7 separate regions of the Mus musculus genome follow, and all the other regions are linked to region 2. A link is a contact called in public HiChIP or PLAC-seq, Micro-C and promoter capture Hi-C data. All regions are on one chromosome and are shown on one strand. The core of a region is the stretch at or near the end of the contact, and the rest is flanking DNA. Distances in the headings are between cores, read along the strand shown.

Region 1 (3,348 bases), core at 123-2,622, 720 kb after region 2:
AGCCATGTGCCTTTGACATTCAGTGTCTGAGTAGGGGTAAAGTCGGCGGCTGCTCATGGGCAGTCCATCCTACTCAAGATTCTACCCCCTATCTCCCTAAGCCGCGATCTACCTCCATTCTTTTCTGGTCGTGTACTGTTACTCAAAATCAAGTAAGGAGGGCTACAAATCTTTGGAAAAGATAACTATATTTCGAAGCTCGTTAGCTAGTAAAACACCACAAACCCCTCAGGAGAGAATACAACAGCCTAGACAGCACCAACCAAGGCAAGGATCCCACGCTCGCTCGGTGTCCACTCGGTACCCAAGCCGAGATGACTGCCGAATCAGAACCTGTAAGCTCTAAGACTCCCGGCCTCACTACCGAACCCACCAGAGACACACACCGAGGAGGGACTTGGGGTTAGGAAATGCGGACTTGGGGTTAGGAAATGCAAGCGCAAAAGGCTAGGTAGTTCCCGCCGCCGTGAGCGGCCAAGGGCCGAGGTGGGCAGTGTAGCAAGTAGAACGGGAGGTCTGACAGAACCACGGTACGACCTCACTGCCGGGGTGCTGGATGGGGAGGATAGGGAGGGATCACGCCTCTGATCACTGGAGCACCAGGGTTCCAGCCCGACCAAGGTCCCCAAGATCTGGGCGCAAGACGAGAGGGTCGCGGGTTCCAGTTGGGCGGAATGTGGCTCGGGGAGCACCGGGTTTCGGGTGACAACGATCCCCAAGATCCCGGAGCAGGGAGTGGGGCTCCGGGGTGATCTGGGCGGAGTACGGAGCAGGGGGCAGGGAGTCCGGCGGAAGGGTTGTCCCTATGATCCCGGCACAGGGAGTGGAGCGCAGTGTCGCCAGCGAGATAACAGCCTCCAAGATCCTGGCGCAGGGCGGTACGTGGCTCCGGGTGCCCGCGCCCCGCATGCGGGAGGCAAGTCGCTGCACCCAGAGCCGCGGGTGAGCCGGACAGGGCCGGAGCTCGCGCCGCTGGCCTGAGGGCCCGGAGAAAACTTGAGGCGCGCGTCCCGGCCAGGGTCCCCACATCTGCTGCCCCGAGCCGGGGAGCACTCTCGGTGCACGGCGCCTCCCCGCTGCAGGCCCGGGTCGGCGCACAGGCCTCGCGGCACTCACCTTCCTGCCGGCGCCGCCCCCGCCCGCGGCCAGCGCGGAGCCGCCCCCCGAGTACATGTAGTAGGCGATGCCCAGGACCCAGAGCAGCGCGAAGCACAGCAGCATCCGCGAGCGCCGCCGCATCCTCGCTCTGGGCGGCCGCCGGGCAGCCTGGCGGCGCGGCGGGCGGAGCGCGCGGCGGGCGGAGCTCGGGGCGGCGGCGCGGGAAGACGCGGCGCTCGGCGGGCGGCGCTCGGCGCTCGGCGCTCGGCGCCCGGCAGGAAGCGGCGGCCCAGCGGCGGGGTCAGGGAGCAAAGGGCGACCAATCGACGCTGAGGGGCGGGCGCGGGGGCGGAGCCGAGTCTCCATGGCAGCGGCGCCCCGCCCACTGCGCGCCCCCGGGAGTGGCAGGTGGAGGCAGCGGGCGCGGACGCGCGGTTCCCCAAAGACTTGGAATGGGCCAGTCTGCAGAGATCGCCCCGGCCCGCCATCCGTCACATTCACTATTTGGGCAATAGTGGGTTCTTGGGTTTTTATTTTTTATTTGTGCTTTCTCTTTTTTAATATAAGGTCTCATCCTATAATCCAGACTGACCTCGAACTCACCATCCAGCCCATGCTGGCCTCAATCTCGCAGCACTCCTTTTGCATCAGACTTCTGAGTCCTGGGATAACAGGAATGCACTGCCCTGTGGTCTGAACAAGACTAAGACAGGGAAGGTAGATTTCAAGGCGCTTGCTTGTAAGGATGACCCTTCCTGCTCTTAAAAGCAAAATGGAATGGTGGTGGTTTTAAATAAACGTGAAAAAGAGGGGAGATAGATGGTAATTTATGTTTTTAAATCTTTTCGGTTTTTTATTGGTTGCTTTCTTGAAGGAATGAGGTGAGCATAGTAACCCACTTAATAGAGCAGGCAGCAGCGAGTTCCCTGACAGCAGCTCTGGTGACTGTAACCTTGTCCATGACCTTGTGACTCTAAGTCCCTGTGTCTGGAAAAGAATTTCCAGTACTTGAGAGCCTGCAAATATTTCTGAGATCTGCCCACACTGCAGGAGGAAGGAACTCCCTGGGCGGCAGTCTGCCCAATCCTGAACAAAGAGCACCGCAAGCCTTGGGCTACCAGGATTCTGAGCCTCACCTGAACTTCAGACTTCTCAGAAGTGAGAAGGGAAAGCCTCTTAGTTCCACCAGACACCCCATTCCTGAAGACACCCCATTCCTGAAGACATCCCATTCCACCAGGCACCCCATTCCACCAGGCACCCCATTCTGCAAACACCCTTCACAGAAGACAGGTTTCTCATACCCTAAGAAGTTCCGTTCCAAGTACTAGAATCCGAGCACTGTACTGACCAGGGAAGAGATTTGTAAAATACTGAAGAGATGACAGGCTTGAAAACACCCAAGAGTCTTGGGGACAGTCAGATAAGTGGGAACAACTGTTGCCCCTCAGAGGCCTGGGAGTGAAGGGAAAGAAGAGGAAGCAGGACAAACCCCAAAGAGCAGGAAAGAGACAAGCAAGTGGCCCCTCCCCCAGCATAGCATCAGCATCAGTATCTGTTGAAAACTGCAGAGGACAGAAGAGAAAGTCCCCACCCGGAGCCCTGCCTCCAAATGCTTCCTATCTGAGAAGTCAAAGGACAGCAAAACTGCTACTACAAAAGCAAAACAGAAAGTTAGTCATATTGCTGAGTGTGGAAGAGGAATCCTAACATTTCATCTGATTATGCTCCCCAACACACACATGCACACACACAGGCACGAGCACACACACACACACACACATTGACTGATGGTGGTTGTGTCACCTGTAATCTCAGCATTCGGGAGGTTGAGCCAGGAAGATTGCTAAATGAGAGACAGAGAGACAGAAACAGAGAGACAGAGACAGAGAGACAGAGAGAGACAGAAAAAGACAGAGATAGAGACAGAAGAACAAGGAGGAGGAGGAGGAGGAGGAGGAAGAAGAAGAAGAAGAAGAAGAAGAAGAAGAAGAAGAAGAAGAAGAAGAAGAAGAAGAAGAGGAAGAAGAAGAAGAAGAAGAAGAAGGGGAAGAAGGGGAAGAAGGGGAAGAAGAAGAGGAAGGGGAGGGGGAGGGAGGGGGGAAGAAGAAATAATAATTATAGTCTGGAGCGATGGCTCAGCAGTTGAAGTACTTGCATGTGAGGACCAGGAGTTAGAACCCCAGGAACCCACCTAAAATGTGGGCAGGCTTGGTAGCCTACCGTGATACTGTGCATGGGAGGTAGAGG
Region 2 (3,269 bases), core at 576-3,075:
CGAAGAACTATCTGATTCTACTTATATCTACTTACTTGTGTGGGGGGGGAGGTTGTGGGGGGAGGTTCCTGGGGATCAAGGTTAGGACTCTAGGCTTCCAGCAAAGAGCTAAATGAGCCACAGGCCCAGCCTGCTTCCTGCATTCAATGTATGCATTTCAGAAAAATATTTTCTTTGGTCCCGGGAAATGAACTGAGGGCTTTGCATACAGCAAGCAAGCACTGTACCCCTGAACTACACCCCCAGATCAAAATGGCTTTGTATTTTTGCACTGGGAAGGAGCTCATGTAGTCAGGGGTGGCCTCTGTGTAAGCAAAGATGAACTCAGTCTCCATCTCCCAAGAGCTGGCACTACAGACGTGTGCTACCACCATGTTCAGCTTCAAGATTATTCTCAAAGTGTATGCGTGTAAATGTTGTCGCTCTTACATTTCGGAGTTGTTTGCTTGCAACTTCATTCAAATGGCAGAGCTAACAATTCCCGTTTCTGTGTTCCCCCTGGCATCCAAACAGCAATTTTAAATTCTCGGCTGTCTGTCCCAATGGCTACACTCAAGTATACGACCGTGTGTGTACATTATGACAAATGTTTGCACCTAGGGAGGTCCTTCTGTTTTGGAGGCTGTATGACCATGTCGAACTCCGTAGCCCTGGCTGTCCCAGAACCCACCACATAGAGCAGGTTGGTCCTCAACCTGTACAGCTCTTGCTTCCCTCTCTGCAGCTCCAAATATACCCGTCATTCTCCTTGCCCCGGCCCCACTAGTTACTTACTACAAATCACACGTGGAACCGACAGTCTCTGGTTTGTTTCTCTGAGCTGTGTGTGCAAGTGCGTTTGATCCTGGAACTCACTTTGTAGCCCAGGCTGGCCCCAATCTCACAATGATCTTCCTGCCTCTGAGTGCCAGCATTAAAGCCGTTTACCACCGTGCCAAGCTCTATGAGGTTTGAAGGTTTCATAAAAACAAAGAAACAGCAACTAGTGTGTTCGTCTCAATTTACAACACTGAAATCAAACAAAATGCAGATAACTGAGTTGGCAAAGAGGGCTCACGCTAATCACCTTACCACTGACCAGAAGAGGTAGGAGAATCTACTTCCGAGGACTACCGGGCTGCGTCTCAAGACAACAAAGAAAGCCCGTAATAATCCTCATAATTCTGCAGACACTATTGGCAGATTCTAATGTGAGACTTTAACTCCCTGTGCAGCTTCGTTCACGGACTATGCTCTTGAGAGCTTCAGGCCTGAATGCGGATCTGGAACCGAGCCCTGATTACCTTACTTAACCCAGAGGTCTCGAACCGGAACCGGGAGAAATCTCAAGAGTTTAAGGACCGCAGAAAAGCAAAAACAAAGCAAAGCCAGAACCAGGCCCGGCGACTGCAGGAGCCGGTCCCGGAGCAGGCTGCCCGGGGGGCCTTTGTTGTGCCCTCCGCGGCCTCCGGGGAGCAGCAGACCGGGAGCGCGCAGCGGCCGTCCCGGAGCTTGGAGCGGCCCAGCGGCCGTCTGAGCTTCCGTTTCCTCCTCCGCGGGACCGAGGTGGCCGAGGCAGCCCCGGAGCGCTGCCGGCGGGCCCGGACAGGCAGGTGGAGCTGCGCGCGCGCAGGCCGGCGACGCGCGCCCCGGGCGGAGCCGCGAGGAGGAGGGGAGGGCGGAGGAAGCGGCGCGCCCGCCCGCTAGGCCCGGCCCGCCGCGTGCGCGCGGCCCCCGCCCTCTCCGCCCGCGCGCCGGGTCGCCGGGGCCGTGGTGTACGTGCAGCGCGCGCGGAGCGAGTGGCGCCCGCAGGCCCGCGCCCTGCCCGCCCGCCCCGACGCAGCCGGCTGGGCCCGCCCGCCCAGGGCGCTGTGCGCCGCGCAGGCCGCGCTCTCTCCGGCGCGATGCGGCGCTAGGCGGCCCCGGGCAAGGCAGGCGAGGCCAGGGCGCGCGCGGCCTCCCGCAGCGGGCGGCGGCCCCGGGCGGGCGCCCCGACGGCCCCGCCGCCGCCCCGCTCCCGGCCCGCGGCCCGCCCTGCCGCGGCCATGGCCAGTGACAGCGGCGGGCCCGGCGTGCTGAGCGCCAGCGAGCGCGACCGGCAGTACTGCGAGCTGTGCGGGAAGATGGAGAACCTGCTGCGCTGCGGCCGCTGCCGCAGCTCCTTCTACTGCTGCAAAGAGCACCAGCGCCAGGACTGGAAGAAGCACAAGCTGGTGTGCCAGGGCGGCGAGGCCCCCCGCGCGCAGCCCGCGCCGGCGCAGCCCCGCGTCGCGCCCCCGCCCGGTGGGGCCCCCGGAGCCGCGCGCGCCGGCGGGGCGGCCCGGCGCGGGGACAGCGCGGCGGCCTCGCGCGTACCGGGCCCGGAGGACGCGGCGCAGGCCCGGAGCGGCCCCGGCCCAGCAGAGCCCGGCTCCGAGGATCCTCCGCTTAGCCGGTCTCCGGGCCCCGAGCGCGCCAGCCTGTGCCCAGCGGGTGGCGGCCCCGGGGAGGCGCTGAGTCCCGGTGGAGGGCTGCGGCCCAACGGGCAGACCAAGCCGTTGCCCGCGTTGAAGCTGGCTCTGGAGTACATCGTGCCGTGCATGAACAAGCACGGCATCTGCGTGGTGGACGACTTCCTGGGCAGGGAGACCGGGCAGCAGATCGGCGATGAGGTGCGCGCCCTGCACGACACCGGCAAGTTCACGGACGGGCAGCTGGTCAGCCAGAAGAGTGACTCTTCCAAGGACATCCGGGGGGACCAGATCACCTGGATCGAGGGCAAAGAGCCCGGCTGCGAAACCATCGGCCTGCTCATGAGCAGCATGGACGACCTGATCCGCCACTGCAGCGGGAAGCTGGGCAACTACAGGATAAACGGCCGAACGAAAGTAAGTGGCTGGGGCTCTTGCGACCGGAGGAGGGTCTGTGAGGACCACCCCCCGCCCCCGCAGACCCGGGGCCCGGCGCTCTGTCTTAGCGTGGCTCCTTTTGTCCTTGTACTGTCTGCCACAGTGCACAGTGCAGAGCCTGCCGGAGCCCTGGTCACTCGTGGGGGTCGTTGGGGTACCAGCTACACCGGGTCTGGGTGATGCATCTTATCTTGCCTGTGTGCCTGAGCTAGTTAAAAGCCCCGCGGTTTTTAGCGCGCACCCGGCTCTGATTGAGAGCCAGACACTGTGTTTAGCTAGGACTCTGTCAGCTGCCCCCAGAAAGGTTCATTTAAAAGCCTGTGGTCGGAAAACTCCCTGTATTCAGGAAAAGCTTGGCGGCCTGCTCCCCTCCCCCGTGTAGCTTTATCTTGCTGGCTGTCC
Region 3 (3,057 bases), core at 315-2,814, 960 kb before region 2:
CCAAATGGGTGCTTTCCAATGTGCAGAAAAGATTTCTCCTAACAGTACAGTCATGTTTCAGAGACAGAGACTTCTGACCCGTAAGGAAAGACCAAGGGCAAGAAGCCATGTTCACAGTGAACATGGTTTGGGGTGGGTGGTGGGGTAGAGCTCAGCGGCAGAATGCCTGCTTGGAATGCGTGAAGCCCAGCTTTTGCAGAGCGTACCAGGAGAAAAGAATTAGAAACTTTAATAAGACACTTGTAAAGTGGAAGGAAATGACTGACGGAGTGCAGGTAATGTGGCCACCAGGCTAAACATGCTCTGTTTAAGGCCAGGGCTGGTAAAGTCCCGTGCAAGCGTATTGGGAGACCTACACAGATTATATGTGTAGTGTCCGATAGGTCCGGAGAGTAAAAAAAAATTTATCTACAAGCTCCTGACCCTGTCTTTTAAAGGGGTGCTCACAGGTAATAACGCCAGGGTAAGTACGAACTTCCCTAAAGCAAGTTAACCAGAGCCTGTCTTCCCACTCTGTGTCAGAGCCAGACCCCTCTCTTGGCTCCTGGAACCTAATTCCCTTGGGGCTAGCCTCACTTACTGTTGCTGGACTTGAGGTCACGGTGCAGGATGGGCACCACCGCCTCCTCGTGCAGGTACAGCATGCCGCGGGCGATCTGCACCGCCCAGTTGACCAGAACCTGTGGGGGGATGCGGCGCGCGCGGCGGGGGCCGGGCGCTCGCGGATCCGATGCTGCCGCCGCCAGCGCGCGGTTGAGCGCGCCGCCACGCGCGAACTCCAGCACCAGGCAGAGGTGCGGCTGCCGCAGGCACACACCCCGCAGCTGGATGATGTTGGGGTGCCGCAGCATAGCGAAGAGCCGCGCCTCGCGCCGTACGCTCTCGGCCGCCGCCGCCGCGTCCTGCTCCGGGTCCCGGCGCGCCGCCTTCACCGCCACCTCCTGGCCCTGCCAGGTGGCGCGGTACACCTGACCGAAGCCGCCGGCGCCGATCAGCTCCTTGAGCTCCAGGCGCTCGAAGTCTACGTGCACAGGCGAGCAGGGTCTCGGCGGGGGCGGCGCCGGCGGCGGCACCGGGCCACAGGGCGCCACGTAGCTGGCCGGAAAGATGCCCAGGCGCCGCTGCACTTGGCCGGCCCACCAGCCCTCGTCTCCTGACACCGCGGCGTCCTGCGACAGTACCTCGACCAGCTGACCGCGCCTCAGGCTCAGCTCGTCCTCACCGCGCGCTTCGTAATCATAAAGCGCGGCCCACATCCCGGAGGAGGTACTCCCCGAGTCGTCCCGGGCCGGGGACAGCGGCGTGTCAGCCGTGCCCTCGGCTACAGGTAGAGCCATAGGGGCGATTGAGAGGTCGCTAGTGGACCAAGTGCGACAGCCACAACCTCAGCTTTCCGGGTCTCCAGCGACGCGTATCATCGGTCCGAGCTAACAGGGAAGGGTGCAGGGCTGGAGCAGGACTACAGAGGTTACGACCACTGCCCGGGGGCTCTGACCTCTGCTCTGCCTCCAGTTTGGCTAGTTCTTCCCCGCAGCCGCTAGCGCGGACAACCGGTGGCGGTGCTGGACCTGCTTAGACTTACGCGCGCTCCCCAGAAGTCGCCCCCACCCTCAGCCCCTCCTCCTTGGCCACTCCACCCTCCAGGTCCTTTCCCCTTGGCACTAGCTCTGGCCCCGCCGGGTTCGTTACCCCTGGGTTCCACCCTCCATTAGTCCCTCCCTAGTGCCAGTCCCGCCCTCCAGGTTCTTTAACCCCTAGAACTCTCTCTGAGTCTAACCTGAACCTGAGTCTCCTGTGCCCGACACGCCCCCAGCAAACCCATTCCGCCAGGTTGGCGTTTCTGCCCCTGTAATTTTGCTTTGCCGAGATTCGTCCTCCCTCCAAGTCTTCCTGGTTCCACCCCTGGTGCCCGCCCTTTCCCAAGTTCATTCTCTAAGTTCATTGGTGCTCCTGGATCCACACCTCTAGGTCCATTTACTTCGCGCTGGGGCAGTCTTCTTAGGCCCACTCTCTGCTCTGAGTTCATAAGGACCACCTTCTTTTGATCTCCTGGATCTGTCCCACCCGTTCCAAATCCATTACTCAAGGTCCCTTACTGACGATCCTCTAAACAGCCGGGTCCCCTCGACCGCCCTTCGGGGACCGCCTCCGCTTTCTAGGTCCATTCTGACCCCGCCCCCAGACTGTCAGCCTTTTCACCTCCACGCGTGACCTATTCTGAGCCCGCCCTCTGGCGTCTCCACTACACCTCAGGCGCCCTCTTGGCCTCGATGGCGGAGTAAGCCTGGGGCCACTTAAAGTTTTCCAGAAAGTTAAAGAGAGAGATCATGGTGCTCGAAGATGGTTGGACTCCTCAGTGAAAAGAGAGAGGAGATGGAGAGAAGAGGACCCTGGAGCTCTAGATGTAAAGTGACAGACCATCCCAGCAACAGATAGACGTTCGGATCCTGGAGCGCGGTTCCAGACAGAGGTCTAGTGTGCTTGATCTCACCGGACTGCAGGCATGGAAAGTCTCCAGGTTACAGACATAGGGAACCACAGTCTCATAACCCCGAAAGCTGGCGCGTTCCTGTGCCTACAGTGCTCCGATGTCAGGAATCCCCAGGTCCCGTCTAACCCTGTGTACCCTCAGACTCCGATGTAGACTACCTTGGAGGCACCTATGAGCTACAGGTTGCCAGGGTGACACAACTGATGAAGCTTTAAAAAGTAGAGAATACAGTTGCAAAATTGGTTCACGACACCAGAACACAACGTGTGCTAAGCCTGAGCGTCCTGGCCGGTGTAGGATGCTCCTAACACGAGAGCACATAAGGAGGTTTTGTTTTGCTTCGGCTCTTTGCCGTTTTGTTTGTTCGCAGTGTCTAAATTTGCTCATCTGTAAAACGGTAACCTCGCGTGGTAGCTGAGAAGAGCCTGGAGGGTGTTTGTTGAATAATAATTCACACCAATATTAATACTTTTTATTTTGAGGCAGAGTTTTGTCCGGCTGCCTATGCTGACCTTGTACATACTTTAGAACACAGGTTTGCCGGGAACTCAGAACAGTGAGCTCTC
Region 4 (2,994 bases), core at 136-2,635, 720 kb before region 2:
TTGGATGTTTTCCTTTAGGGTTCTTTTTAGACTGGGGATTCACCAACTTTTCATTTTCTCGCACAGAAAGCTTGTTGCTCTTTGATTCCGACGGGGATGTGGACTTGGTGGAAGGGTCTGGCCCCTTGTCTTCACCTCTGTACAACCAGGCTAAATGGGGATGCACCTGGGTGGGGCTTGCCACGGGCTGGTTGCACAGCAAGGACAGCTCAATCAATAAAGCATTCAATAGTGGCAGCTGTCTTATAGCATTGACTGGACTTTGTTCAATCTGAGGAGGACACGGAGCTTCGTTCGCTTCTCCTGGACCCTGAGTCTGAGGAAGATTTGGAAGCACAGGAGGGCTCTCCTGCACTGCAGCTCTTGTATGTTTCACTGGCCTTAAGGGAGGACTTACGAGTTTTGTTTCGGGAAAAATGTCATCTAGATCCTCAGGTTCATTTCTCTGAGGCTCAATAGTGATTTCAACCCTGGCTGAAGGAGTCTTTTCCTGAGTCAGGTGAGTGTAATACAGTGGAGGAGGGCAAAATGTGTTGGTTTCAAAGTCCAGTTCTGTGACATCCTGACTGACAGAACTGACAGTTTTCCCACTGGGAGCGGGTGAACAAGGGGCAGAAGCCATGTCCCCAGAGCTAGCCTTACTGTGTAAGACCGCTTCTTCCCAGGACTTCTGGACAACTGAGGCGTCTGAGTCCCCTGCAGACCAGCTGTTGGTATCCTTGGCACATGGCTCTGAGCCCTCCAGAAGGCGTGCATTTGAGACACACTGTAGACATCTGGCAGAGATGCCTTTGGTGCATGGCTTCGAGGTCTCCTCGGTTCTTGGCTCTGACACCTCCAGGGCTTCGGAGTCCAGGATACAAGCAGGGCTCAGAGGGCCTCGCAGCTGCGGAACCCCCGGGGAAAAGCGTCCCAGTTCGGTCAGGCGATAGAAGAGCGCCAGCTCCCCAACACGCTCGGCCTCTGGCCCGCGCAGGGCGAATACACCTCGCTGGCCCAGGGAGGGGACCAGCAGGATGTCGCAAGCTCCCACCAGGCCGGGCGCAGAAGTCGGGCCCACGGGCAGTTGCAGCAGGGCTGCGCGCAGACGCGGGCGCCGCAGGGCGGCAGGGTGCAGGCGCAGTAGGCAGGCCTTGCCGCGCCCGAAGCTGATGGCGCCGCGCTGGGGCTCCGGGCCAGGAGCGGCCGGCGGGAAGACGAGCAGCGGCGGGAAGTCCAGCAGGCGAAACGCCACAGCCGGGCTCGCGGCGCACGGCGACAGCCCGGTCTCCAGCCGCACCCAGTCCACGAGCAGCTCCAGCGAGAAGAGCCGCCCGGCCGCCGTGGTCGCCATTGCTGTTGCCCCGGGCGACGCCGCCAGCTCGCTCCGCCAACCGGAAGCGGGAGCGAGGGTCACGTGACCGGCCGCGCCCTCGCGAGACTTGACTTCCGGCCCCGAGTGCTCTTGGGAGTTCTTTTGCCTATGGGGTTTTGTCGGAGCAGCTGCGTGATGCTGAGGGAGTAGACGCGCTCAAGCAGCACTCTCTCTAAATTTTATATAAATGAATATAATTTCTATTTTATATTTCATCACCGCAGGTCCTACGTCTTTAGGGATCACGTACCGGAAGTAAATGGGCCGCCCTGCCCATTTAGGCCTCAGAGCCTGCTGACCACTGCTCAAGTCAACCTTTTTTGTGGTTGCTGTGCATCTGTCAGAGGCTGTAGCTTCTGTCACCGGCTCCTTCCTCTCTTTGTCCTCTCACACAATGACCACTAGTAGGCCATCCTGCCCTCACCGGACTTGTGGCTTCTTGAAGCCTCAGGAGGTTTGACCTCAGCTTCCATCGTGACCACCTTGCATCGCCCAGGTGTAGGGGAACTCTCAGTGTATTGGGACAGTGCACCCTAACACCCACCAGAGCCCTCACCTCCCACCCTGACATCTGACCACCCTGGTGTGTCTTCAAAAAGACTCTGTTATGTTAGTTGATGCAGAATTCCCTACGGATGGGAACCCACTAGCTTCGGGTCTTTACTATATAATATGAGGGGCCGGGGGAGAGGGATCATGTACTATCCTAAGGTATTGAAAATGATGGGTCAGGGCTGGAGGTGCAGCTCAGTGGAAGAGTGCTTGTTCACTGCATACAATCTCCAGTACCACCGCCATGAGAGCGGAAGAAGTGATTGGTTCAGTTAGTAGGCAAATGGCATTGGTACATATGTCTGGGAGGAGCGGTGAGTGAAAGTAGTGTCTGCCACTGGAGATCTGTAGTGCACAAGCTACGCACAGAGGAATTTAGCACCAGCCCATTTTACGATTTTACATCTCAGATCCAAGTTCAGAAGCTCCACAACTTCCAGGGTGTCTCGAAGATTCCCAACCCTGGTCTCTCATATAAGACGCAGATCAGGAGTCTCCCTTCCTATTTATTTGATCTAAGTCAGAGCTCACAAAGACACGTTGTGTTGGTCTCATGTTGTGGGTGATTCTGAGGCAGACACAACCCTTGTGCTTCTCTCTCTCTCTCTCTCTCTCTCTCTCTCACACACACACACACACACACACACACACACACACACACACACACGTCACTGTCTCACTGTCAGGATGGTAGCACAGTCACAAGGATAGAGTAGAAAAACACATATGCAGTCATATAGTCCTGGCTCCCTCAGTTACACCATCAAGGGAAGGAGGGAAGCAGGTGACCAACTATCAGCTGTGATGCTCCACCCTCCACAGGCACCAAAATATGCTGGGTTCTTACCAGCTTCTTGTTGGTCTTAGTCCTCTTGGTAACCTCATCAGTTAGGTTGCATAGCAACAAGTGTTCAAGCTGCAATAGATGTTAGATCTTCCTGTCTTTAGTTAAGTGTGGAAAACTAGCAGCATCCATGTCAAAAACATGGCTCAGGGAACAAAGACCATCAAACACTCAACAGCAGAGAGGCAAATTCAGGGCCTCTCTGGAGGTTTATTCTGTAGAATTCACTACAGCAGTAAACAGT
Region 5 (3,444 bases), core at 751-3,250, 620 kb before region 2:
TATTAGATCCTATTACAGATGGTTGTGAGTCACCATGTGGTTGCTGGGAATTGAACTCAGGACCTTTGGAAGAGCAGCCAGTGCACTTAAGGCTGAGCCATCTCTCCAGCCCCTCTTTGAACTCTTAAGACTGATGTAGGGGGCTGGAGAGATAGTTCCGTGGTTAAGAGCACAGACTGCTCTTCCGAAAGTCCTGAGTTCAAGTCCCAGCAACCACATGGTGACTCACAACCATCTGTAACAGGATCTGGTGTCCTCTTTTGGTGTGTCTGAAGATAGCTACAGTGTACTTACATATAATAATAAATAAATCTTTAAAAAAAGACTGATGTAGGAATTACTTCATCAGAAGTTAAAAAAAAAAGTTTAGAATTGGAGAGCGAGAGTTCCTAGATTCTGTTTTCTTAAGAATTCCCAGGGTAATGAGGCCTTTGAAGGGCAGAGAGGGAGGCTCGCAGGACAGTAACAGGAGATGACGAACCTATGGTAGCTCACTCTAGCTTTCATTTGCTTGAGAGATTGCTTGAAGTCATGTATGTCCACAGCATGGCTGCAATGACCAGAGAAGCCAGAAGAGGGCCTCTGATCCTCTGAACCTGGAGTTACAGATGGTTGTAAGTTGCCACTGAGAGCCTGGTACAGAAGCCAGGTCCTTGGCAAAAGCAGAGAACGCCCTTAACTTCTGAGGAATCTGACTCACGCTGGCTTTTAGACAAGCTCCGTTGAATGCCTCATGGCTGGTATTTTTCTTGGAAACCCCAGCAATCTCCGTACCTTCGCCAAAAGAGGCATTTTATATTTGTTTCTGTAAGATACCTGAGCCCGCAGCCACGCCCTGCCTTCCTCTCTGGCGCTGTATTCCACAGTCTCTGCCCCGGTTTAATCTGCCCCCTCCCCCACCTCACCCCCAAGCACAGAGCAGGGTCTGGTAAAAAGTTTCCCAGAAAGCACTGCAGCACAGGACTTTTCTCAGACTTCATGTTTGTGGAATGCATACACAACTTCTGCAAACGGTAGGTATAGGGAGACCATCCAGAAAGACCTCAAAACCTGGAAATCTCAGGAGCATAATGTCATATACAGGTTGCTGGCATGTTTTACAAGGCCCATTCCTACGCATTACACCTGTATTTAAAATGATATATAAGAGATTGGACAATGTGCACGCAGAGAAATGCAGCTTGGGTGGGGACCCACTGTTTAAACTTCACCAGGATGTGTGCTCGTAGTAGGAAGCACTGCGACAGGGAAGGAGAGATAACATTATTAACATTATCTCTTCCAGGGAGGAGTTCAAAGTCCCAAACAAACCATTTCAGGACTCTGGGGACGTAAGGTGGAGCCAGCTCTGCCACCTGCTCCGGCCTTATTTACTCCTCCTGCCCGTGCATCTCAAAATAGAGCCCAACGCCGCTCTTCTGCAGCCGGCCGCAGGTGAGGCTCCCGGCGGTTGGGGGTAAAGGGGGTAGACAGGGCCGGAACACCGAGAGCAGGCGTGGGCCCGCTCGTGCATCGCTCCTGGCTCAGGTTCCCCGGCCCGCGCGACTACAGCTTGCACTTTTGCGTCAAGTCCGTCCCTCGGGCTTCGCCAGGCCGTGGTGACTCTCAAGGGTCCGGACATGGTGCGAGCATGTACGAATGAGAGTCCACACCCGGAGAGCACCGGTCGTTCCGAGGGCACCCGGGCTCGCGAGCACTCCGAAGCCGGCCGCCTGTCCCCGTAAGCCGAGGCCTCGCGCTCGCCGCGACCTGGAGAATCGCTCTCCGAGGACGCTCGCGCTCGCGCGCGCCCGACCGCGAGGGGCGAGTCTGGCCAGGAGGCGCGCCAATGGGCGTGGGCGGAGCGCTCGGGGCGGGGCCTGTCCGGTTGGCCAATGGGCGTGGGCGGAGCTTTAGGGGCGGGGACCGTCCGGCCACCGGCCAATGAGAGGGGGCGGCGCGCTCGGGGTGGGGTCTTTCGGGGCACCGGCCAATAGGCGGGGGCGGAGCGCGTGGGGGCGGTGCCGGGGCGGGCGGCGGCGGCGGGAGCCGGCTGCAGACGGAGCCGGGCGGCCGAGGACGCAGCGCGGCGCCTGGCGACAGCTCGAGCCGCGGGCGCAACGGCCGCGCGGGGAGCGCGCCCATGGGTAGCGCGGGACGGCGGCGGGCGGCGAGGCCCTGGCTTCTGCGCGCCGGCCCTGGCGGGGTCCAGAGGACCGCGGCTCCGAGGTGCGTGCCGGGGGGTGCGGGGTGCAGGGCGCAGGGACCGGACCTGCCCGGCTGCGCGCAACTTGCGGGCCGCTCCCCCGGGACTCCCGCTCCTTTGTACGCGCGGGCTCGCGTCTCCGCGGGTGAGGACCGCGGTCGGGAAGCGACCGGCAGCGCCGGCACATTCATTTGAGCCTGGTCGCAGAATCCCGAGAATCAATTTCGGCTCGTCTCCCGGAGAGCGAAAGCCGAGGACAACTTGGCGTCACCCCTTGGGGAGACGTTTGTCGTCATTAACCATCTTCGGCTACATTAATTCAGTCCGGGCCAACGTCAGCACGGGCGAACGGACAGCAAGTGCGTCCTCACGAATTGGGGCTGGGCGATACCTGATTTTGGTCAAAACAGGTCTTAGGCGCTTCGGGTTCTGCTTGGAGTTGCCTCGGTCTGCGCAAGGATGGCTTTGAGAAAGAAGGCCAAACAGCGAGGGGGAAAGGCAGAATGCAGAACACCCCAAAACCCAAGTCATCCGCAGAAAACGGGGCGTCTTGGTTATTCTCATTGGTTTTCCCCAGTAACTTCAAAATAGTCCCAGAAATGTTCCTTTTGTCTGCGGTTTCACTTCTAAACTTTAACACTAGATGGCTTTCTTATGACAGGCATTTTAGTCCGCTGCCCGCTTGAGTTTCCTGCGTCTGCAGTCTAGGCTGGGATTTATTTATTTATTTAACGTCTTACAAATTGGAATGAAAGGAAGAAACTATCCCAAACTGCTGCTTTATTTGAAACATAGTACTCCCCTGTAAGGCTTAAACTGGTTATTATATTTCTTTTTTCAAATATGGAAAGTGGGCTTTGATCTCTAGCGACCAGAGGTGACTACGAATGAGCGAGCTGCTTGTTACTGGGCTCTGCATCGCGGAGGTCTTGATGTCTTTGGAGAATGTGGAGTTCTTGGGTGGGTTTGGTGATAAGAGCTGCATAGATTTCGACATGCTGTTTATGGCTAGCTGGAGCGGTTTCCGGAACAGGCAGCAATGGGATCTATTGCAGGGGGTGGAGGGTGGTTGGGAGGGGGGAAGAATAGTCTATCTTCAGTTTTGGGCGCGTGTGAGGCTGTTCATGCCTAAGGGTTGACCGGCAGCATTTGAGGAAGATCTGTAGCTGAGTGCGTCTGCCTGAGTCATACTGAGGGTTGTGTCACGGACCTCTGCGTTTCCTTCTCCCCTGGTGAGATCTGGCTTGTCTCTTCCCAGC
Region 6 (3,259 bases), core at 510-3,009, 970 kb after region 2:
TCAGCAGCACACACCTTCACTTACCAAGCCATTTCATAGGCCTTCATTTCGTTCTTTGTTTTTGAGATGGGGTCTTGTTGTGTCTTAGGTGGCCTACCGTTCTCTCTGTGGCCAGATTAGCTTTGAACTCATGGCAATCTTCCTGGTTCAGCCTCCAGGATGGCAGTACCTGTAATCCCCGAACCCGGAAGACTGAAGCAGGAGGATCACTCAAAACCCCCTTACCCAAAACAAAACAAAAAACAGAAAAACCCCAACAAACAGAAACCTGAGTTCAAATCCCAGCACCCACATGGTAGCTCACAATCATCTGTAATGAGATCTGATGCCTTCTTCTGAGGTGTCTGAAAACAGCTACAGTGTACTTACATATAATAAATGAATAAATCTAAAAAATAATAACAATAATTTTCAGAAAGTGGCTACTCTTGCCAGCCTGGAGGCCATTCCTTCCTTAACGATGCTCAGCTGGGGTCCAAGAGGAAGGAACAGGAAGTGCTCCTGGAGCTTGGGCAGGAACCTGGGTCCTGCTGAGTGTGGCTGGGGTGTAGTTCACACTGTGACTCCCTGGGGCTTATAATTCCTGCACTGATGGGAAGAAAACTCAAGTCTTCTTGGGCCTCAGGGCTGGATTTTAAAGGACATGCCTGCTTCCCACATCTCCAATTTGCTCAAGGCAGACTTAACCTCACTCACGGTGTTGTTCACCCCCTCCACCTCGTAACTTCACATGTAGGTGAGGCCCTTGTCTGAGTGTGGAAAACATACAACGATGCTGAGATCTCAGGAGCCAGACAAATATGAAAGATTCTTATGTTATTATTTTTACTGGGCTTTTTGAGACAGGTTTTTTTCCTATGTAACCCCTGGCTATCCTGGGACTCTCTATGAGACCAGGCTGGCCTAGAACTCAAATAGATCCACATTTACCTGCCTCTGCCTCGATTCAAGGAGTGCTCAATGTCTGGGCCAAACATGAGGAAAACAAAACAGAAAGCAGATAAACAAATTACAACCAGCTGCTAACTGCTTGGTTTCCTTTCTTTTCTCTCTCTCTCTCTCTCTCTCTCTTTCTCTCTCTCTCTCTCTCCCCCTCTCTCTCCTTTATCTGTGTGGACTCAGGGACCTGGTGCTCCTGAACTGAACATTGCACTACCCTCCCACTCCCTATTTTAATAAATGACTTTTCCAGGGTTGGAACTGGGGTATTATGCATTTGAAAAGTCTGATGTTTTGTCCCTTGATTCCCCCCCCCCATTCGTGTTGGGTTTTAGGAATATATTGAACTAAAATACTGGTGTTGAGGTTGTTTTGCAACCTCCCCCCCCTTTTTTTTTAAAGGCAGGGCTCACTATGTAGCCCAGGCTGTCCCGGAACTCACTCTATAGACTAGGCTGGCCTCGAACTCAGATCTGCCTGTCTCTACCTCTTATGTGCTGGGATTAAAAGCGTGTGCGGCTGAATTCGCTCTGGTCGAGTGAACTATCTAGGAGTCCACAAACTCTTCCCCCTTCCTCAACCTAGGCCTCCATAGGATACTCCCGGCCTGCCGTCCTTAAGACCACTGCTCTCGGGGTCACTTCTACTCTCCGGGCCTCTGCGGCACCTCCTGCATTGCACAGTTCTCCAAGATGTGGAGACTCCTTGGTCTGCCGACCGCACGAAGGCGAAGGCACCCAAAGGTCTCAAGCAAGAGACTCAGGTCGTAAGGGGCGACCTGAGTGCCGCGCATGCGCACTCCGCCAGTGACCGGCGAGAGAAAGGGCTCGGACGCTCCAGGTTCACAAGTCGTGGAGGGCGCAGGAGAGCGAAAAAGCTTCCGCGTGCGGCTGGCGGGCGCAGGCGCTGGCGACTGCCTGCCGGACAAGGCACTGCCGGGGAGCTAGCGGCTGGTCGCCGCCCAGGGGTGGACCCTACGCGGCGGAAGGCGCGGCCCGGGCGCTGGCCCGATGGGGCGGGAGGGGCGGGCCGCTGCTGCGTCCCCGCCCTGTGCTCGGGCCGGGCGGGGAGGGTCCCGGGGCGTGCGGCCCGGCCGGTTGGTGAGACTGTCCGGGCAGACGCAGCGCCATGCGCGCCCCTTCTGCTAGGGCGCTACTGCTGATTCCGCGTCGGGGCCCTGCCGTGCGAGCGTGGGCCCCGGCCGTCTCCTCTCGGATATGGCTGGCTTCTGAATGGACCCCGCTCGTACGCGCGTGGACCTCTCTGATCCACAAGCCGGGTTCGGGCCTCCGCTTTCCCGCGCCCCTATCCGGGCTGCCTGGCGGCGTGGGGCAGTGGGCCACCTCCTCGGGGGCCCGCAGGTGCTGGGTGCTGGCAGGACCCCGCGCCGCACATCCCCTGTTCGCCAGGCTCCAGGGTGCAGCTGCCACCGGTGTGCGAGACCTTGGGAACGACTCGCAGCGGCGTCCCGCGGCGACCGGGCGCTCAGAAGTATGGAAGCTCCTAGGGCTGGTGCGCCCCGAGCGCGGGAGACTGTCAGGTAAGAACCTGGGGGTACTAGTGGGCCAGTGGGCGGCCGGTGGGCCTCGGCCTGGCCTTGGCCTTGACAAGGGCGATCAAGTCTGCTGACACCTGTTGGAAAGCTATGGATGCTGGCTGGCACTCCCCATCTGAGCCTATTACTAGAATATTTGGTCCCTATCAGCTTGTCAGCATCTGCTTTGGGGCATTCTCTGAATAAGTTAGAGTTTCCTCCTTTAAGAAAAAAAAAAAACAGGAGTTTTGCCAAAATCATGTCTACTTTATAGTATACATTTATAATAATAGTAGTAATAATAATAACATCGCTAGGGTTACACAGTATCAAGCAACCACCAAAATTTCCCAGAATGAAGTGGATCACTGTGAGCTTTGTGCTGGCTGTCACCTCCCTAAGTGGTGACTTGGTCAGGACCAGGCACTGGCCACAGCATAAAAGAACTAGACAGTAACTCAGCCGGATAGACAAATGGCTTTTAAAGAGAAATCAGAATTGGCTGGGTCTAAGTGACAATATTCTGTAACTCCCACATGTCTGGCAGTCGGTGCAGGCAAGGCTGGTTGGAGCAGAGCCATCCTGAGAGCTAGAGCTCTAAATCTCCATTCCTTCTGTGAATATGAACTGTGCCCTCCTCCTGTGGGTTCGATTACCTTGGGAAGCTGACATGGAGTCCTGCTCCTGGGAATCCCTGCTTAGCAGGCAGCGAAGTGTTTGGATCAGAGATGAAATGGGATAGGCATGAGGGTTTTGCAAAAAGGAAAGACTTTGCCACACAGTTCT
Region 7 (3,180 bases), core at 462-2,961, 780 kb before region 2:
GCAGGCGGCGGCATGAAGTTTACTTACTTCTAATGCAGTCCCAGGACATATCTGGGACCTCCTTCACTCCTAGATTTACCCTCTGTTCTGGTTTAAATCTAAAGCATCCCTCCAGCCACTCTTGTGTCTGATCAGGCAGATGGTACTGTGTGGGGAGGTCGTTAAGCCTTTATAGGGCATGAAGCCTGGCTGTGAAGGTGGGTCAGTGGTGGTGGGCCAGAGGGTTGCAGCATAATCCTTATGGATTTTAAGCAAAAGTATGTATGTGCCAACAGCAGATGTTTGTGGCCTAGAACAATAAGGAACAAAGGTCCCACACTTAGCTCCTGAGGGTGGAGTTCCCTGGGGCTACCCCCGCTTTTTGTCTTTTATTATTTACATCCCAAACACTGCACACATACACACACCCCACCACCAACAAAAAGCCTGTCACTTTAACATTTCACTTTAGCTCTCATACCAAGCAGGCAGCACTTTTATTATAAGGGGAGGGGAGTATATTTATGGGCCAGCAAGACGGCTCAATGGGGCAACAAGAACCAACTCCTCAAAGTTGTCCTCTGACCTCCACACCTGCGCACACACTCACATACGTAAATAAATGCAACTTTCAAACTCCATATATCCGTATTTCCAAACAGACAACACACAGCAGCCCAAGAGCTCTTGACCCAGAGGCTATCTCCTCACAGGGATTGTTATGTTAAAAACAGCTGAGCAAGCCAGACAGTGGTGGCCCATGCCTTTAATCCCAGCACTTGGTAGGCAGAGGCAGGTGGATTTCTGAGTTGGGGCCAGCCTGGTCTACAGAGTGAGTTCCAAGACAGCCAGGGCTACACAGAGAAACCCTGTCTCAAAAACCAAACCAAAAAAAAAAAAAACCAGCTGAGCAAAGCCCCCTCTGAGATGACTTACAGATGCTGGTCAATATTTAGGAAGAGGCTGAGAGGCAGTGGTGCTGACAAAGGGTGCTTTCTTTTTAAAAGTCTCGCTAACTTGCTGGAGAGGGGCTTAGAAAGCCAAACCCTTTGGGATGTTAGTGAGACACACTGGAGTGGGGCCTGTAGCGCAAGGGGCGAAGCATTACTAACTCTTGAGACAGGAGGCAGGGGTGTAGAGGTGCAAATCCGGGACTGACAGTACTCCCAGGTTCTCCTCGGGGAGGAGGGGAAAGCCTGTGAGTCCGGTGTTCACTAAACCTCTTATGAACATAGGTATTGATGATGGCTCCGGGTGAACCCTACAGCAGGAAGCTGGGGACCCAACTGCACCCTGATTTCAAATGCAGGGCATGCTGTGCAAGGCCGGCGCGCCTCCAACTGCGGCCCCCTGCTCCTCCCCAAAGCCTCTGCCTGTTCAACTGACTCTAAAGTCTACAGAGTACACCTGGGCCTCAGTGGCGCGAGACCCGGGTGACAACCGGTCCTTGGGGACATGTAACCGGTGCTCCCCAGTCCTCCTGGCCTTCCCTCTCGCCGGGTTGCGATACACCAAGCCAGGCCGGAGACCGGACAGAGGTCCAGGCGCTCTACCTCCCCGCCAAGTCCCGCAGGCTCTGGGTCACCTGGAGGCCCGGTGAGGAACACGTGCCGCGACATGTGCGTGGGGGTCTGGGTGCGGGGTGGTCCAGAGCGGGGCGGTCGGGGGTCAGAATGGGCGGCCAGGCTCCACCCCTTACGCTGAAGGCCACGCCCCTGTCGGCAGGGAAAGCACCGCCCCGCCCCGTGGTCGCGCATGCGTTTCCAACGCTCCCCCCCCCCCCTTCCCGACACACAAGGCGCACGCGCATTCTTCCCTACTCCTGGTGCTATGTGGCAGTGGCTGGCTGTAAGGTCTGGGAACAGTCCTATGTGCCAGACTCACGTGAGGTGTCTGCACGGATGCATTCGTGGAAATTCCAGATACTTGGCCGTTGCTACTTAAGTATCTGAGTTCTGTCCCTGAGACCCTCACCTCAGGCTGCAAGTGAGCTCCTATGTAGCAATAGAAACCCTCCTTGAAGGAGCAGCCGTTGGTGGGATTTGAACTCCGTGTACAATGTTCACTTGGCTGCGGAGCAGTCAGCTGGAGAACAGCTAACCTCAATTTATCCTGGCCTCCACCTCCCGAGATGAATATCTGAGACAAGGTAGTAAGAGTCTAAAGATCTGATTAAGCTTTTTTATTGCAACCTGGAAGTAGAAGGAGCTTCCAGTGACCTGACCTGAGCGGCAGAAACGGCAGAAAGAGTTGTGGAAAGCAGAAACAAGAGCAAAAGCGAGGCTTCTCTCCGCAGAGTTCTCCCCTTCCATTGCTGAAAAAGAACTTCCTCACTGACTTCATTCAGCTGACTGGGACGCCCATGCTCGGGGGAAACTAGCCCAAAACAGTTTTTTCAAAGCCAGTTTGATGGTCATCTTAGTGATAGTGCCTTGATTCCATTTTGGCCCGATCTGGACTGCTAGGGGCTCACACAGCAGCTTGGCCCAAAGCGATGGCCTCCTTTAGACTGGAGTAACTGGCATTGGTCCGGAGAACTTGAACCTGTTTGCAGGAGGTTTTCAAGCTTGCCCACGTTGCAGACCTCTGATGCAGGCGGACTTCCTATCCCCAGCCATGCACCGAATCCCTCATCTCTGCTCCATACCTCCACACTTGTCTATCAACCCACAACTGCCTTACCCAGAGAAAGTGGATCCTTACCTCAGTTAGCCTCGAGACTCATTCCACCAGCAAATGAAGTGGCAGTGGCTTTTGCCCGCGATGTACCTGTAGACCCTTCTAGTCGAGCATGCGTGCAGTTGGGCTTGTGCTCAGTCACCCTCCATTCTGGATGAGAAAGCCATTTCCAGGAATCCTTACCTTTAATTGGTTTGCGAATGTAATATACATACACACATTCACACACACACACACACACACACACACACACACACACACACACATTTTTGGACTCCTTTCAGCAGGCAATATATGCCAGTTTAACAGCTCAGTTTCCTGCTGTTTAAATCACCTAAAAAGATTGGCAAGCCACACCTGCCACTGTCATCTCAGTGTTGTTTATAGCCCTGTGTTACTCTAATGGAGTATTATTACTTCTTATCCCAATGGGTAACTTGCCTTCCGCATCTTGCACCTGCATGGACTCAGAGAATGGCTGATGTAAGCAAAGCAAACCCATGGGAGAACCTTACACAGAGA

What was found. Promoter capture Hi-C pulls out the DNA fragments that hold promoters and counts their contacts. A called contact is a pair of places that touch in the nucleus more often than the background predicts. HiChIP or PLAC-seq counts read pairs in DNA pulled down with a chosen protein or histone mark. Capture Hi-C pulls out chosen DNA fragments and counts their contacts.
Region 1: a contact with region 2 is called in a promoter capture Hi-C map of liver, with 4 times the contacts expected there. The contact joins the promoter of Galnt2 here to the promoter of Egln1 in region 2. A contact is called at or near these places in 1 of 39 promoter capture datasets (liver) and 1 of 115 datasets of contacts at active chromatin or transcription factors (embryonic stem cells).
Region 3: an H3K4me3 HiChIP or PLAC-seq map of embryonic forebrain shows a contact between it and region 2, with 4 times the contacts expected there. The contact joins the promoter of Map3k21 here to the promoter of Egln1 in region 2. A contact is called at or near these places in 4 of 39 promoter capture datasets (the 3T3-L1 cell line, cranial neural crest, liver and 1 more), 1 of 484 Hi-C or Micro-C datasets (embryonic stem cells) and 3 of 115 datasets of contacts at active chromatin or transcription factors (embryonic forebrain, embryonic midbrain and pancreatic cancer cells).
Region 4: an H3K4me3 HiChIP or PLAC-seq map of embryonic limb bud shows a contact between it and region 2, with 4 times the contacts expected there. The contact joins the promoter of Map10 here to the promoter of Egln1 in region 2. A contact is called at or near these places in 4 of 39 promoter capture datasets (embryonic stem cells, hippocampal neurons, pre-B cells and 1 more), 3 of 115 datasets of contacts at active chromatin or transcription factors (embryonic forebrain, embryonic limb bud and embryonic stem cells) and 1 of 9 other capture datasets (embryonic stem cells).
Region 5: a contact with region 2 is called in a Micro-C map of embryonic stem cells, with 2.3 times the contacts expected there. The contact joins the promoter of Sipa1l2 here to the promoter of Egln1 in region 2. A contact is called at or near these places in 3 of 39 promoter capture datasets (cranial neural crest, hippocampal neurons and pre-B cells), 4 of 484 Hi-C or Micro-C datasets (cortical neurons, embryonic stem cells and stem cell-derived neurons), 4 of 115 datasets of contacts at active chromatin or transcription factors (astrocytes, cardiomyocytes, memory CD8 T cells and 1 more) and 1 of 9 other capture datasets (adipose tissue).
Region 6: a promoter capture Hi-C map of liver shows a contact between it and region 2, with 2.1 times the contacts expected there. The contact joins the promoter of Abcb10 here to the promoter of Egln1 in region 2. A contact is called at or near these places in 1 of 484 Hi-C or Micro-C datasets (cerebellum), 1 of 115 datasets of contacts at active chromatin or transcription factors (pancreatic cancer cells) and 1 of 9 other capture datasets (liver).
Region 7: a contact with region 2 is called in a promoter capture Hi-C map of embryonic stem cells, with 4 times the contacts expected there. The contact joins the promoter of Ntpcr here to the promoter of Egln1 in region 2. A contact is called at or near these places in 5 of 39 promoter capture datasets (embryonic stem cells, frontonasal cranial neural crest, hippocampal neurons and 2 more), 3 of 115 datasets of contacts at active chromatin or transcription factors (embryonic basal ganglia, embryonic stem cells and pancreatic cancer cells) and 2 of 9 other capture datasets (embryonic stem cells and liver).

Annotation. Positions count from the first base shown.
Region 1 is chr8:124,229,418-124,232,765 of GRCm38.p6, reverse strand. Galnt2 (polypeptide N-acetylgalactosaminyltransferase 2) reads right to left here and starts at 1,372. Exons shown (of 16, transcript NM_139272.2): 1 at 1,117-1,372. The coding sequence starts at 1,239.
Region 2 is chr8:124,947,810-124,951,078 of GRCm38.p6, reverse strand. Egln1 (egl-9 family hypoxia-inducible factor 1) reads left to right here and starts at 1,825. Exons shown (of 5, transcript NM_053207.2): 1 at 1,825-2,846. The coding sequence starts at 2,025. It overlaps Gm46060 (a long non-coding RNA gene), which reads left to right and starts at 2,854. Exons shown (of 2, transcript XR_001778719.2): 1 at 2,854-3,269.
Region 3 is chr8:125,908,957-125,912,013 of GRCm38.p6, reverse strand. It overlaps Map3k21 (mitogen-activated protein kinase kinase kinase 21), which reads right to left and starts at 1,564. Exons shown (of 10, transcript NM_145608.2): 1 at 581-1,564. The coding sequence starts at 1,337.
Region 4 is chr8:125,668,209-125,671,202 of GRCm38.p6, reverse strand. Map10 (microtubule-associated protein 10) reads right to left here and starts at 1,385. Exons shown (of 1, transcript NM_028908.3): 1 at 1-1,385. The coding sequence starts at 1,333.
Region 5 is chr8:125,568,419-125,571,862 of GRCm38.p6, reverse strand. Sipa1l2 (signal-induced proliferation-associated 1 like 2) reads left to right here and starts at 2,000. Exons shown (of 22, transcript NM_001357372.1): 1 at 2,000-2,208.
Region 6 is chr8:123,981,622-123,984,880 of GRCm38.p6, reverse strand. Abcb10 (ATP-binding cassette, sub-family B (MDR/TAP), member 10) reads left to right here and starts at 1,759. Exons shown (of 13, transcript NM_019552.2): 1 at 1,759-2,479. The coding sequence starts at 2,068.
Region 7 is chr8:125,732,734-125,735,913 of GRCm38.p6, reverse strand. It overlaps Ntpcr (nucleoside-triphosphatase, cancer-related), which reads right to left and starts at 1,711. Exons shown (of 5, transcript NM_025636.5): 1 at 1,565-1,711. The coding sequence starts at 1,598.